Regions from separate parts of the Mus musculus genome. Here region 2 is linked to region 1. The links are chromatin contacts, called in public Micro-C maps. All regions are on one chromosome and are shown on one strand. The core of a region is the stretch at or near the end of the contact, and the rest is flanking DNA. Distances in the headings are between cores, read along the strand shown. Region 1 holds the start of Barhl2 (BarH like homeobox 2). Region 2 holds the start of Lhx5 (LIM homeobox protein 5).

Evidence for each region. Hi-C and Micro-C count contacts between places; a contact is called where the count stands out from the background.
Region 2: a Micro-C map of embryonic stem cells shows a contact between it and region 1, with 40 times the contacts expected there. The contact joins the promoter of Lhx5 here to the promoter of Barhl2 in region 1. A contact is called at or near these places in 1 of 39 promoter capture datasets (hippocampal neurons) and 4 of 484 Hi-C or Micro-C datasets (all in embryonic stem cells).

What each region holds. Positions count from the first base shown.
Region 1 is chr5:106,456,460-106,462,797 of GRCm38.p6, forward strand. Barhl2 (BarH like homeobox 2) reads right to left here and starts at 1,707. Exons shown (of 3, transcript NM_001005477.1): 1 at 767-1,707. The coding sequence starts at 1,382. It overlaps Gm33151 (a long non-coding RNA gene), which reads left to right and starts at 2,133. Exons shown (of 2, transcript XR_389476.3): 1 at 2,133-2,429; 2 at 2,984-3,280.
Region 2 is chr5:120,426,930-120,433,384 of GRCm38.p6, forward strand. Lhx5 (LIM homeobox protein 5) reads left to right here and starts at 4,957. Exons shown (of 5, transcript NM_008499.5): 1 at 4,957-5,524. The coding sequence starts at 5,352. It overlaps Gm27199 (predicted gene 27199), which reads right to left and starts at 4,838. Exons shown (of 2, transcript NR_166585.1): 1 at 4,758-4,838. Gm31976 (a long non-coding RNA gene) reads right to left here and starts at 4,751. Exons shown (of 2, transcript XR_878743.1): 1 at 4,151-4,751.

The DNA.
Region 1 (6,338 bases), core at 457-2,956:
AATAATAATAATAATACCACTAAAGATGGGGGAAATCTCCCTGGTGTTTTAAAATCTTTTGCAATGCAAAGACAAGAACAGTTACTTATGAAATTGAAATTGCCCAAGACGAAAATAGGGTATTAAAAGATAAATTTCCATTGTTGTCTTGATTTTACAAAAACAAATTCCATAAAATTTAGTTTTCACAAATATTTGTTATTGGAAAGGGCCAGAAGAGGGGTATCGGTGAGAAGGGTGTTCTTAAAAAACAGGCTATGATTTGTTTTCTGTATTAATCATCAATTAGTAAAAATGAATTGCTCCTGTAATAATGTTGGAAATTTTTCTAACATTAAATCAGACAATTCCTGTGACGGCATTTAGAAAACATGGAGGGGGCATTTGGAAAATACTGGGGTGGTATTGCATTCAAAAATAAACATCAAGTTGTGATCACAGACCTAGACAACCACAACTGGCTACCAGCTTCTCTCCACCCCTTCCCACTCCCATTCCCAAGGTCTCAGCTAAAAGAAGAAAAAAAAAAAATCCCAAGTAAGCCTCTGTTTTCAACGAAAAGTGTCTCCCATCCTATCTCTTCAGTTACCACCTTCCTCCAGCACATTTAAAATTAAGTAAAACAAAGAACGGAGCCGGATGGCCGCAAAGGTTGTGGGGCAGAAATGTAACCAACAGAACTTAAGGTGCGTCGCTAAATCGCACGCCTAGGCCCCTCTCCTTCGGCGGTCACTCAAGTGACCCGGGCAGCTCCGGCGCAACTCACCGTGGCATTTGATGTCGCTCTGGGGGTCTTCTCTCTTGTCCAGCTTGGTTTTGCCGTCCTCCTGCTCAAGCTTTGGCCTGAAGCTCTCGTGTGCCGCGTTGCTCTCCTGCTTCGGGGTGTGATGAGGAGAAGAAACGCTGGTGCTGTAGGGTGCACAAGCCGCCAGGGGTTTGCTGTCTCCCAAGATGTCCTTAATTAAAAAGGAAGAGGTGGAAGTCCTGGGGGCCGCGGCGGCCGAGCCCAGCTGCTGGGCTGCTGACTGCGGCTGCGGCGGCGGTTGCTGTTGGGGCGAAGGCTGCAAACTTTGCGCGGGGACCGCGGATGGTGGCGGCGGCTGTTGGCTGTGGTGGAGGTGATGGTGATGCTGGGGTCCGTCTGTCACAAGATGCGGCTCCGGGGGTTCCAGGGTGACCGAGATCGGTGAAGAGGGCGCCGTTCCCACGGTATCAATCTCCGAACAGGGTGACGGGGTGGCCTGGCTCCTAAAATCCGTTGTCCTCGCTTCACCGAGCGATCGGAAATCCCCGTTCATCATGCCGGGGCTCCCGGAACCGGCACCGGACAAAATAGTGTCTATTCCAAAACTCGACCCGCTGGCCCCTTCCATTGCTGTCATTTCTACATGAGGTCCACGCTACTCCGCGGATCAGCCGCCGCCGGGACCAAGCAAGGGAAACTACCGATCGTAAAACAAAATAGACACTAAAAAGCGTTGACACTGCTTTAAAAAAAAAAAAAAGTGGGGAGGGAATGAAGGATAATGGGAGGTGACAATTGGTGGGCACTTTCGACTCAACTTTTCCCCCTTATACAAAAAGTAAAGAGAAAAAAATTTGAGGGGAAAGCCCCCAAATGCCACAAGCGGGAAGGTGTGCTCCGCTCCGCTGGACCACCGCGCACGTGGGCGGTGGCAGCGGAGAGCAGCACCGAGACTAAGATGCTGGCCGCTGGAGCAACCCCGCCGCCGCCACCTGCACCGCCACCGCCGCCGCCTGGGTCTGCCCACTGCCCGATCCCGGGCGGCGGCGGCGGCGGCCGGAGCAGGTGCAGCGACCGCTAAGGCCGGGCGGTCCCGGAGGTGACCGCCGTGCGTGACCCGGCAGTCCCGGAGCCGAGTTTCTGAACTTTGTTGGAAAGTTGCGGAGCGAACGCGGCCGCCGCCGCCCCGGGAGGAGGAGAAGCAGCGAAGGAGCAAGCGCGGGCGCAGGAGACCGCGGACAGGCGGCGCCCGGCGACTCCCGCCGCTGCCCCGCGCGTTGGCTTGTCATCCGCGGGCTCGCGGGCGGCGCCGACCCCCTCCCGTGACGTCACGGCCCCCGCCGCCGCTCCCCGCCCGCGCCCCCGCCGCCCGGGCCCCGCGCCCCATTGGCCGCTGCGCGCCAGCCAGCGACGCCGGCGTGCCGGGAGCCAATGGGCGCGCTCCTGGCCAGCCCGTCAGCAGCGCGCCTCGAACCCCGCTGCTCTTTTGAGAACCGAACCTCGGTGCGCCCGCAGCCCTGAGCCCAACGCCTACTCCAGGGGTCCAAGTGGTACCCACTGTAACGAGTACCCGGCCAGGGAGATGGGGAGAGACCAGAAGGGCACTGGAGAAGGGAGCCCCCGGGCGGGAAGCGGGGAAGCAGTACGGATCGTTAGATGTGCCCGTGCTAAGTCAGATTGGAGGGTGAGTGGAGAGGCCGCGAAGGGCAAAAGGATCCTGCGGCTCCCGGTGGCCTGCAGCGCAGCCCCGCTCGCACGGTTCCCAAGCACGCTTGAGCAGAGCGGAAACACGAGGAGCAGGGGATAGAGGTGCTGAGGGACCCCACGGGGAAGTGTGTGACACCAGAGCCAGAGCTCCGCGTGGGCCTGCAACGTCTGAGCTCTACTCTCCCCACAGGAGCCGGTGCGCTCCAGCTCGGTCCAACCGGGTAGCAGATCCAGGAGAGGCACTGAGCTGGGGGGCTACATCTTTGACCCCCCTGTCGGGAAGGATCGGGCCTTTGGCTCCAAATCCCGCTTTGTCTCCAGTCAGAGCCTGTGCTGGAAGAAATGCCGGGCCAAGCACTTTCTCCCGAACCGGGAAAAACCCCGGGCGAGGCGTTCTCCAGCGGCGCGGGCAGCTGTGGTTCCCTGCGGCATCAGGCTGCTGTGGGGCCGCGGGAACTGGGTGGCTGGTCCGCAGCCTGAGCTCCCGCAGCTCCTCCCTCCAATGCTTCCATCCCCTCCCCACTGTGGCAGGCCTTGGTTTTGGAAAGGAAACAGTCACCGCCGATCCATTTGGGACCTGGAACGCGACTGTGACGCCGCCTTGTCGGAGGGTATCAACTTGCATTCTTTCTTCAGGACGTCTCCAACCTGTCTCTTGTTGAATGTCAGAGTAATGGGAAGCGCCAGTGACAAGCCGGCGTATTACTCCTGATTAAGTGCCGTGTCAACCTAATTAGCAGAGTAATTATAAGGTGCTAATGAATGATTCAAAGTTCTTTGAGTTACATTTTACTCCAAATTACCATTTTTAAGAACCTTATGAATCTGCGTGGTTGGCATCGTTTCCGTGACCGTATAGAATGATGTCAGTAAAGGACAGGGTTTAGTGGCGATTATGGACGTCGCCTTGCTTTTCTTTTCTTTTCTTTTCTTTTCTTTTCTTTTCTTTTCTTTTCTTTTCTTTTCTTTTCTTGTCTGGTTGAGGACCCTCTTGAGAGGTATCCCGGAGGCATATGACCTCCTGAGATCTTCCTTCCTCCGGGGTGAGTCCCAGATCTGGAAGATGGTGGTGATTCATCCTAAGGACATCTAGATCTTTGGTCCGGGTTGGGGTGGGGGTGTCTCCCGCGTTATTTCAAGAGTGTGTTGAGCTGTTTCCTACCGTCATGGTGTCACTTATCGTCCCCCTGTCTCTGAAAAGGTACTGAGGCTACCAAGACCATCTAGATAGCACTCTCCTTTCTTAGGCGAGCAGACATTTATTTATCACGGAACTACGGTTGGTGAGCCGAAGCCAAGACGTGCTGCAGGCAGACGCTGGTGGCCTGAGGGATCCAGGAAACCCTCTATAGCCACGTGGCTCGCCCCCGCGGGTGGCGACGGGCCTGTCTAGGCTGCCGCCTCAGAGTCTTTAGACAGTAGTAGTCTTTGGCGCCAGAACTGGGTGCTAGCCCTGCAGACCCTCCCAGGTTAGGCCTTGGTCTTCCCTTCAGAGCTTGCGACCACGGGCTGGGGTCTGATTTTACTGAGGCAACTGATCTCAGACTCCCAAGCCCCGGATAGACATTGTTGGCACCCTGAGCCCCTGGCACAGATGACCCCTGCGGAAAGGGCGGAAGGGTGCCTGGAGTGCGGCAAACGCTACTCTTCCTTCCTGGTCCGTTATCGATTAGAGTTTCCATCACCCCCAAAACAATCCAAATGAAGCGCTCCTCGAGCTGGGGGCCCCAATTCACAGCCAGCTTTCGAAAGCGAGGAAGGGGAAGAAACATTTAAAATCCAGTACTGACGGCCCTGCACAAATCAATTATTCTCGACCTTGATAAATAATTCATTTAAGCCTGTTTTTGTTTTGTTCCAACGCCCACAACGACTCAAGAGCTCAAAGGCTGACGGCACAGCTTGTGCGGGGCAGGTCGGCAGGGTGTTTTTCTTGGAATAATTCGCAACATTGGCAGGGAGGCGATGGGGATATGACCTAAGAAAAGATGGAATGTGAAGAGAAAGGAAAAGAGGGCCTCTGTGTGTGTGTGTGTGTGTGTGTGTGTGTGTGTGTGTGTGTGTGTACGCGCGCGCTCAGGGGATGGGGATCCATGAAACTCCAAAGCAAACTCAGTAGGCCCCCAACCCTGTGAATGTTTCCGATTATATTTTTAAAGAAAAGTCAATACCAAATTTTCTAGGGTTGGAGAGGTTAGCTCTTAGTCTTCAGAAGCAATTGTGGTGAAGAGAATATGAGCCACTGATTGGGATCCCAGGGAATGCGAGGAATGTCCTCAAAAATCAAAGGGGACAATCTTAATGACAAATCCCCCAGAGCTATGGTTAACTTTTCTCGGTTCTTCCCTACCCCAGATACATATCTGTTTTGTTATCATTTTCCTATAGGGTATATGCAATGTATACCTAAAAAGTCATTTTCTGGCATACAAAAAAAGCACTCGCTTTTCATCTTTAAAAATGAATCAAAATTCATCGGGGGGGGGGCGTGGTGATGCATGCCTTTATCCCTAGTACTCTGGAGGCAGAGGCAAACCTCTAAGCTCTAGGCCAGCCTGATCTACACAGTGAGTTCCAGGACAGCCAGGGCTACAGAGAGACCGTCTGGTGGGGAAACAGGTTTATTTCTCTTGTTTTCAAGCAAATAGATATGGTGCATTGGCTGAATTTTAAGTACATCATATGCTAAACTAACATAAATCTACAAAGAATCTTCCAACTCCAGACCCTCATTGTCTTTCTTCCTTTGCTTTCTTTGAAAGAAAATTCTTAAATTGGGAGAGGGTTTTTGTTGTTGTTGTTGTTGCTGTTGCTGCTGCTGCTGCTCAGAAAGCAGTTTATTTGCTAACTGTGAATCACAGCGAACCAATTTCATTCCTGATAGTGCAAGACACATCAATACCAACGAACAGAAAAGATCTCTACCCTTCTGACCCCAAAGAAAGATCCAAACACAAAACATGAGTTTTGTGTGCAGGACATCTTCCACCACCCACCTTTACTGTCTAACTTTGAGATTATTTTAAACTGGAACATCAGATTTTTTTAATGGATTTTAATTTTGATGAAATTTGCCAACAAATTATGATGAACTTGAAACTGTTGTTTCCTGTCCTGTGAGCCTTTAAAGAATCTCTATGACAGGGCCAGCTGACAGAAATGGGATGCAAAGGCGCCTCTCTCCACTGGGCGGCGCCAAGAACCCCAAACCCATGTACCTTGCTATTGTTTCTTTCTATAAAAGATGCAAGATACACAAATAGGCTCTCCATGATCAAGGCTGATTCAGAAACGTGGTATGACCTTGCAATCTCATGCTTGGGCTCTCCTGGAAGGTTCCTTTCTCTTTTTACAGCTATTTATACATTCCCAACTTCTTTAGATACTGGTGTATATCTACTTAGAAAAATGATCTATTAAAGAGAGGGAGAGGGAGAGAGAGAGAGAAAGATGAAAATAAGGAAACAGAGTCTGTTCTTCAGTCTGGTCCTTAGACTGAAACCGAGAGAGTGGCAATTGGGAGCAACGAGACAAAGAGAAAAAAAGCAACAAAATTATTCTGACAGAAAAGAGTTAAAACAGTAACCAAAACTGTAACCCATGAGCCTGAAAGTTTTGAGAGATAATTCTGGCATCCTAAAATTTGCAGAAGTTATCACTTTACCAAAATATTAAAGCTGGTAAGTTGGGAAAGAAACTTATGCATGTACTGGGGAAATAGTTTTGTGGTCAAGGGGCACTTAGAAGGAACACTGACTGGTAGAGGTGAGACTGAAGGAGAGAGTTGGGCCTATTCTGCCAGCTTCTAGTGTTCCTGGTAAAGCATTTAGCCCCCAACCCCCACTACCACCACTGTGGGCCAATATTTTCAGCCGTGGGCAGTAGC
Region 2 (6,455 bases), core at 3,707-6,206, about 14 Mb after region 1:
TTACTTAGCATTATCAAAACAGAGTCCAATTTCCCAGCTGACACCCTAGCTGTCTTCTTATCTGGTAACCTAAGGGTGCTGCCATCCCGTTCCCCTCTTCATCGCCCCCACCACCACCCCCAACCGCTGCCCAGCAGTCTGGGCAGGAGGCTCAGACCTGCCAGGCTCAGATATTGGACCAGGTGTTTTTCAGACTAAACACTCCTCCGCTGTCTCGGGAAACGTCTTACTGGTGTATCTCCCAACCCTCGAAGGTAAAGAGGATGAAATCCTGGCCGGTTCGGAAATGTCCCAGGACCGCCCCGCACAGTTTAAAAGGCAGTTAATTCCGAAGGTTTCATGGTGCAGGAGGATCCAGAGCCCTATAACGATGCTCTGGAAACCCAGTAGTCCATCCACAGTGTTGCGCTAGGGCACATGAGCCTTCCCAGTTCTGTCACCCGTGTCCCTCTTAGGCCAGAACACTGTCCCTACTAGGACCTGGTCTCCGAACTCCGTTCAGGTCTGTGGGGCCTGCTAGAGCCCAAGAATTCTCATCCACTCGCACCCCAACTCACTCTTCTCGGCCTGACCTTGACCCACACAGAACAGCACCGGAGTGCACCCGGCTGGGCTTGGAAACCCAAGGTTTGTCGTTCCTATGGCAGAGACTAGAGACAGGGTCATCCTGAAGTACCAGGCGGGCGCTTCACTCCGGCCTGGTCTCCACGCCCGCTCCTACCCCGGGCCTATGCCTCTGGGCGGCGGGCCGTGCGCGACGGGATGCTGAGTGTCTGTGCGCGGGGCCGCCTATATTTACACCCAAAACAAAATAATTACACTCTTGTCGGAGGGAGAAAGCCAGTGATTAGGCGCAGGCTCTTTGCGGCAAAGCAGTTTCTCAGTGGTACACCAGTATAATTTTTCACGGCTGGCTGAAATCAAAGAGGGGAAGTAATGAATCCGGAGAGCAATTTAAATTTACAATTTGTAACGCCGCCGCCGCTGCCGCGCAGACCCGGCCGAGAGCGCAGCTCCCAGGCGCTCGCTGCGTTTGTTTAATGTTAAAGCTTCGCTGGCTCTTGGTGGGGGAGTTGGGGGGGGGGATGAGGATACGTGATGGGGGGGGGGGTAAATGATCAAGGTCGGGAGAAGACCGGCTGCTGCGACACCTGAGATGCTTCCGGGAGAAAAGGGCAGGGGCAAAGCTCCTGGATTTCCCCTTCCCCTTCCCCACCCCCGCCCCCGCCCCGCGCGCGCGCTGTTGGAGCCTCCAGTCTGCCCCTTCTCAAAAAAAAAAAAAAATCAGGCCATTCTGATGGATCCGAGACTTAAGAAGACTTAGAAGGACTCAGGCAATCGGAGATGGGCCCCTTTCTTGTTAGTTGAAGAATCTCAGAGGCACGGGGAGAGGAGTATAGGTGCGACGAGGAAAAGGTTCTTCTCGGCCTGCGCAAGAGGCACCTCCTTCCTCCACTGCTGTCCAGTGTCCCCAGCTGGAGACCGCGAGAAAGACACCCCCCCAAGCCCAGACTCTCCGGGCCTGGAAGCTCCCACTCCAGTCGGGAGGTGTGCGTCTCTTCGCCAGTAATTAATTACCGAACTCAAGGGGGAATATGCAAGCAACATTTTACTAACTCTACAGGGCTTAAGTGATTGGAAACAGATTATTATCTTGTTTGTCTTTTGTCTGTTTCATTTATCCCCGCACCGTCTGTCGAGCTGTAATGTTGATACTCTTTACTCTAGAAGGGAGATTTTTTTTATATAGTAAATTCCATCAACATCCTGTATAAGTGACATTGAGTCTTGGCGCATCACCCTGTTAAGACAGAAGCGTTTATTAGTTACATATAGGAGGGAATTTCACTGCCGGGTGGCCATCTGTCAGTGCTGTTGGGGCGGGATAATATATAAAATAGCTGGTCTGCTATTTTTCCGAAAGCTATAGTGATGTGGAGGAAGCTGTGGTGGCTGCCAGGCTGGCTTGTGTTTGTGTGTGTGTGTGTGGGGGGGGTGTCTGTAAATGGGGCTGGACCACATGAATGGGTGAAACACCCAGGTGACTCTGAAGGGCTGTGTGTAGGCCAATCCTTTGAGCCCTTGTGGGCCTTCTGTAAGCCCAACCAACCCTCAAATGCTACAACCATCCGGCTCAGCCCCAGGTGGCCCACCCACAGCCAGACTTGGGGGACTCCCAGGGTAGTTGCTCTCCACGACAGTTCTCTCCCTGGTTTGGCATTCAGTTGCTGGGGCGTGGACTACACGTTGACATTCCAGGAGAAGTCAGCTGATGGGTTTGTCCAAGAGTAAAGACTCAGCCGGGGCTGGATGGGCAGAACTCTGGCTATTCATTGTGGTGACTTGAGGGAGTGTGTGGCCACAAATGGATAGAGGAGGGATGCGGAGGAGGAGGAGGAGGAGGAGGAGGAGGAGGAGGAGGAGGAGGAGGAGGAGGAAGAGGAGGAGGAGGAAGAGGAGGAGGAGGAAGAGGAGAAGGAGGAGGAGGAGGAAGAAGAGGAAGAGGAGGAGGAGGGGGGTTGAGGGACTGTAGTGTCAGGGTGTGAGTTTTTCTCCACACATCTCAACAGCAATGCATAATGGGAAGAGGCCTTTGAAGTGTTTTGATGGATGCCAGACTCCAAATAGGGCAAAAAGGCAGAGGGAGAAAGAAACCATGGGAGAGAGGGAAATAGAGAAAGAAGGAGAGGAAGGTTTGGGGCCAGGGGAACAGGAAAAGAGGTGCAAGCCACTGAGTTAAAGAGGGAAGCACTCCAGGAGAATCAAGAAGATGGGGTTGGGTGGGGGGCTCCAAGAAACAAAGGCAGAGGGGCAGTGGGTTCGCCTCAGCTGGCAGCCTACATGACTCCTGTCTTCTCTGGGCCCTTCCTCATCTCTCTGCTCTCTGGGAGCATCTAGGCCCCCAGGCAAACAGGCTGGGCACTGCCACAGAGCTTCTTTTAGAGGCTTCAAGAATCTCTCTCCACAGGCCTAGGAGGCCCCGGGTGTGATCCAGTCTGCTTGGTCCTGGTTGCTACACTACACTACACTACACTACACTACACTACACTACACTGCAGGTACTCAGTCTCCTTGACAAAAGAGCGACCAGGTGATGTACCCACATACAGAGGCTACCCAAGTTGCGGGGAACCGTCTCCCAAAAGGCTCCGCTGATGAGACTCTTCAAGTCTTTCCCCCTAATCCATGAGGAGAATCCCTGCTACTGATACACAAACATTTCCCCCACTTCTACAAGAGTTGTGTAAATAAAAATTTACTGTCCAAACACCACACACACATCTACAAAATTCAGTGCCAGGGATCACACAGCCCAGTTCTGTCACACATAGGATCTCTAGTAGGAATATTCATATCTACACACACACACACACACTCACACTCAGACATTAAAATACACCTGCAGCATGTCAGAATAAACACATGCTTGTGAGTGACTTTACAAACAAGCATTTCCTCACACACCCAGTCGACCCATGTAAGCAGACACATAGAGACACAGACCAACAAGAAAGAAAGAAAGAAAGAAAGAAAGAAAGAAAGAAAGGAAGGAAGGAAGAAAGAAAGAAAGAAAGAAAGAAAGAAAGAAAGAAAGAAAGAAAGGTAATGCACATGTTAACAGGAAATTATAAACGAGAAATTTTACATGCCAAAAAAAGAAAGAAAAAAGAAAAAGAAACAAAAATAAAAAAAAATCCCTCCACGTCCCAGGGTTTGATCGCGAACACACTATAAATAGAGAGTTTTCAAGCAGTGGATATTTGCTAACAAACTCAGTAAATACGCCCAAACAAACACCCACAGCCAAGTCTTGGCACAATTCCTCTATGGCTCCAACCCTTAGGCCCCAGCCCCGCACCATCAGCGTTCTTCCCAGCAGCAAGGAAATATCCCAAAACACTCTCCCAGCCCTACCTCGTCCAAAGCAAGCGGTGGCCTGGTTGGCCTCGCAGAAACAAGGCCTGATCCCTTTTCTCCCCTCCAGGCCCACGCGCCCCTCCTCAGAGTACACCTGCTGGTACCCACACACCTGCGAAGCTGCCTTTGGCTCTAGGAGAGGGCCAGACTTAGAGCATCTCGGGGGGCCCGGGAGTGCCTATGACGCCCGGCTGTGGCCAGCTTCCCTCGCTCTATCGAGCGACCCACTCACCACGGTTCCCGCCAGCCTGACCTGGAATATGGACGATGTGGCCAAGACAGATGTAGTGAGCTTCAGCCTCCTCTCAACCTGCCGGAACACCCATCCGAGGTAGACCACCCCTTTCGCCACACCTCCCCCAGTGCCGAGTGAGCTAGGCACTTAGAAACGACCTTCGGGATTCCCAAGACCAGGCGAGGTGACATCCCTGAGTCAACCTGGATAGGGGTGGGGGAGGGAGGCACAGAAGTACCCAAGCTTCCCGCCCTCAGTCTCTTGGTGAGAAAAGCCCTGCTGGGCCCTAGCCCCGTGAGTGACAAAAGAAGCCACCGTAGGGAGAAGTGCCGGGTCTCCCAGCTCCTACGCTCAGAGCCCGAGCGAGCCGCAGTCTAAAGCAAGAGGGAGCTGGGCGGGTTCGGAAGCAGGGGGACCACAGCGCACTCCCTGCCTGGGCAACTTCTACAGGTTGCGAGGGTGGCGAACCTGGTGGGAGGTTTCTCCCTGGCTAGGCCTTGGAACCCTGCCCCCCAAAATTATTTGTGATGGGAGAGAAAAAGAACCCTGGTTTTCGCATCGCGCCCCCACCCCTCCAGACCCAAACTAGAAGGTAAATACTTACTTAGCTTGGGAACAGGTACTAGCAAATACTCGGCAATACTGATGTCTTGTTTTTTTTGCTCTGCCCTGACCGCAACGCTGTAGCCAATTTAGATATGCTATAAATTTAAGAGGTTGCTATGGCCACGGCGCGCCCATTGGCCGCCCGGCCCCCTACGTGCCGCACCACGTCACCAAATCTGAATAAGGATGCGCGAATTAGGCGGCGGCCAGACAAAGATGAGGATCGGGACCGCTTGAAAGTGGGGGAAAGTGCCGGCGCCTCCGCCAACCGGGAAAGCCGCTCGCCAGTGCCGAAGCCAGCAGCCGCCGAGGACACCTGCTCGAAGCTGGAGCGAGCGCCCGGTCGCGACCCGTGACATGAGGCTGTGACCGCTGCCGCCCTCCACGCCACTCTGGGCAGTGCAGCGCCAGGCCGGAGAGCGTCGGAGGACTTGACCCCGAGAAGTCTTGGTTGATCCGTAACGGACTCGCCCCTACAGACTCGCCTACAGACTAGGAAGGCTGAGAGCCACAGCAGCGGGGACCGAGAGGGCCTAAGGGCCCAGGGGCCCCAAGGAGGACGAGGCGGCCCGAGCCGCCGGGGCGCGCGGCTATGATGGTGCACTGTGCTGGCTGTGAGCGGCCCATCCTCGACCGCTTTCTGCTGAACGTACTAGACCGCGCGTGGCATATCAAATGTGTTCAATGCTGCGAGTGCAAAACCAACCTCTCGGAGAAGTGCTTCTCACGGGAAGGCAAGCTATACTGTAAAAACGACTTTTTCAGGTAAGAGGCCCCGCCGCGCCCTGCTGCCTACCACTGGCTGGCCCGAGCTCTACTCTGGCTCCTTGGGAATTAAGGGACCAAGAGACCCACCCCAGCTTGGGAGGTGGGGGTGGGCAGATAGGCAGTCTGCCCTCCTCAAGCCCTGTCCTCTGCTTGTGGGATGCTGAGGTTGAGTCGAGGGAAAGGAGGAGGCTGTTTGGCTGCTTCACCTTGGGTCTGCCAGGCAGCAGCAGAGATCGGTCAGATGGCAGAGGCCCGGAAGCTCGGCAACTTGCTCTGGGCCCCTTCCCCCGACACCTGAGTCCCCAGGACAGAAGCCTCAAGACTCCCCTGTCCAGATCCCAAAGATGTGTCGGGAGTTCAGAGCAGCTAGGAGCTTCTTGTTCCACACAGTAAATCCTAAACCCAGAGGGTAATCTGAGGACAAACAGGAACTTCTCACTTCCAAAGGACCCTAGCTAAGAAGGGATCTCCTGGAGATGGGCGATGAGAACCTTCCCCTGGCCCCCCACCACCCTCACCCGATTAATTTTCTTCCTAGTTGGAGAGGCACTGAAGAAGTAGAAGGTGAAAATCAGCCGATCTGTTCTGAGATCTCCCTTCCCAAGTCCATACAGCCCCTCAAGGCAGGCCAGGACCCAGTGTCTCTGTGGGCCTCAGTTTCCCAAAATGAGAAATGCTATGGGGCAGCCTAGAAACGCGTGGGTTTTTTTTTTTTTTTTTTTTTTTTTTTTTTTTTTTTTTTTTTTTTTTTTTTGGTAGCTGCGCTTTCTGCCCGTTTCCACCCGGCACCCAGACTGGCTTTGTGAGTCTGAATTCCAGGCACTGAGGGGGCGTGATTAGCTCGGCAAAGGAGAAAGGCTGCCGCCTGCCCCAGTGGCCGGGCACTTGGGAATTTGAATAGGAGAAAATGTCAGCCTCGCCTTTACAC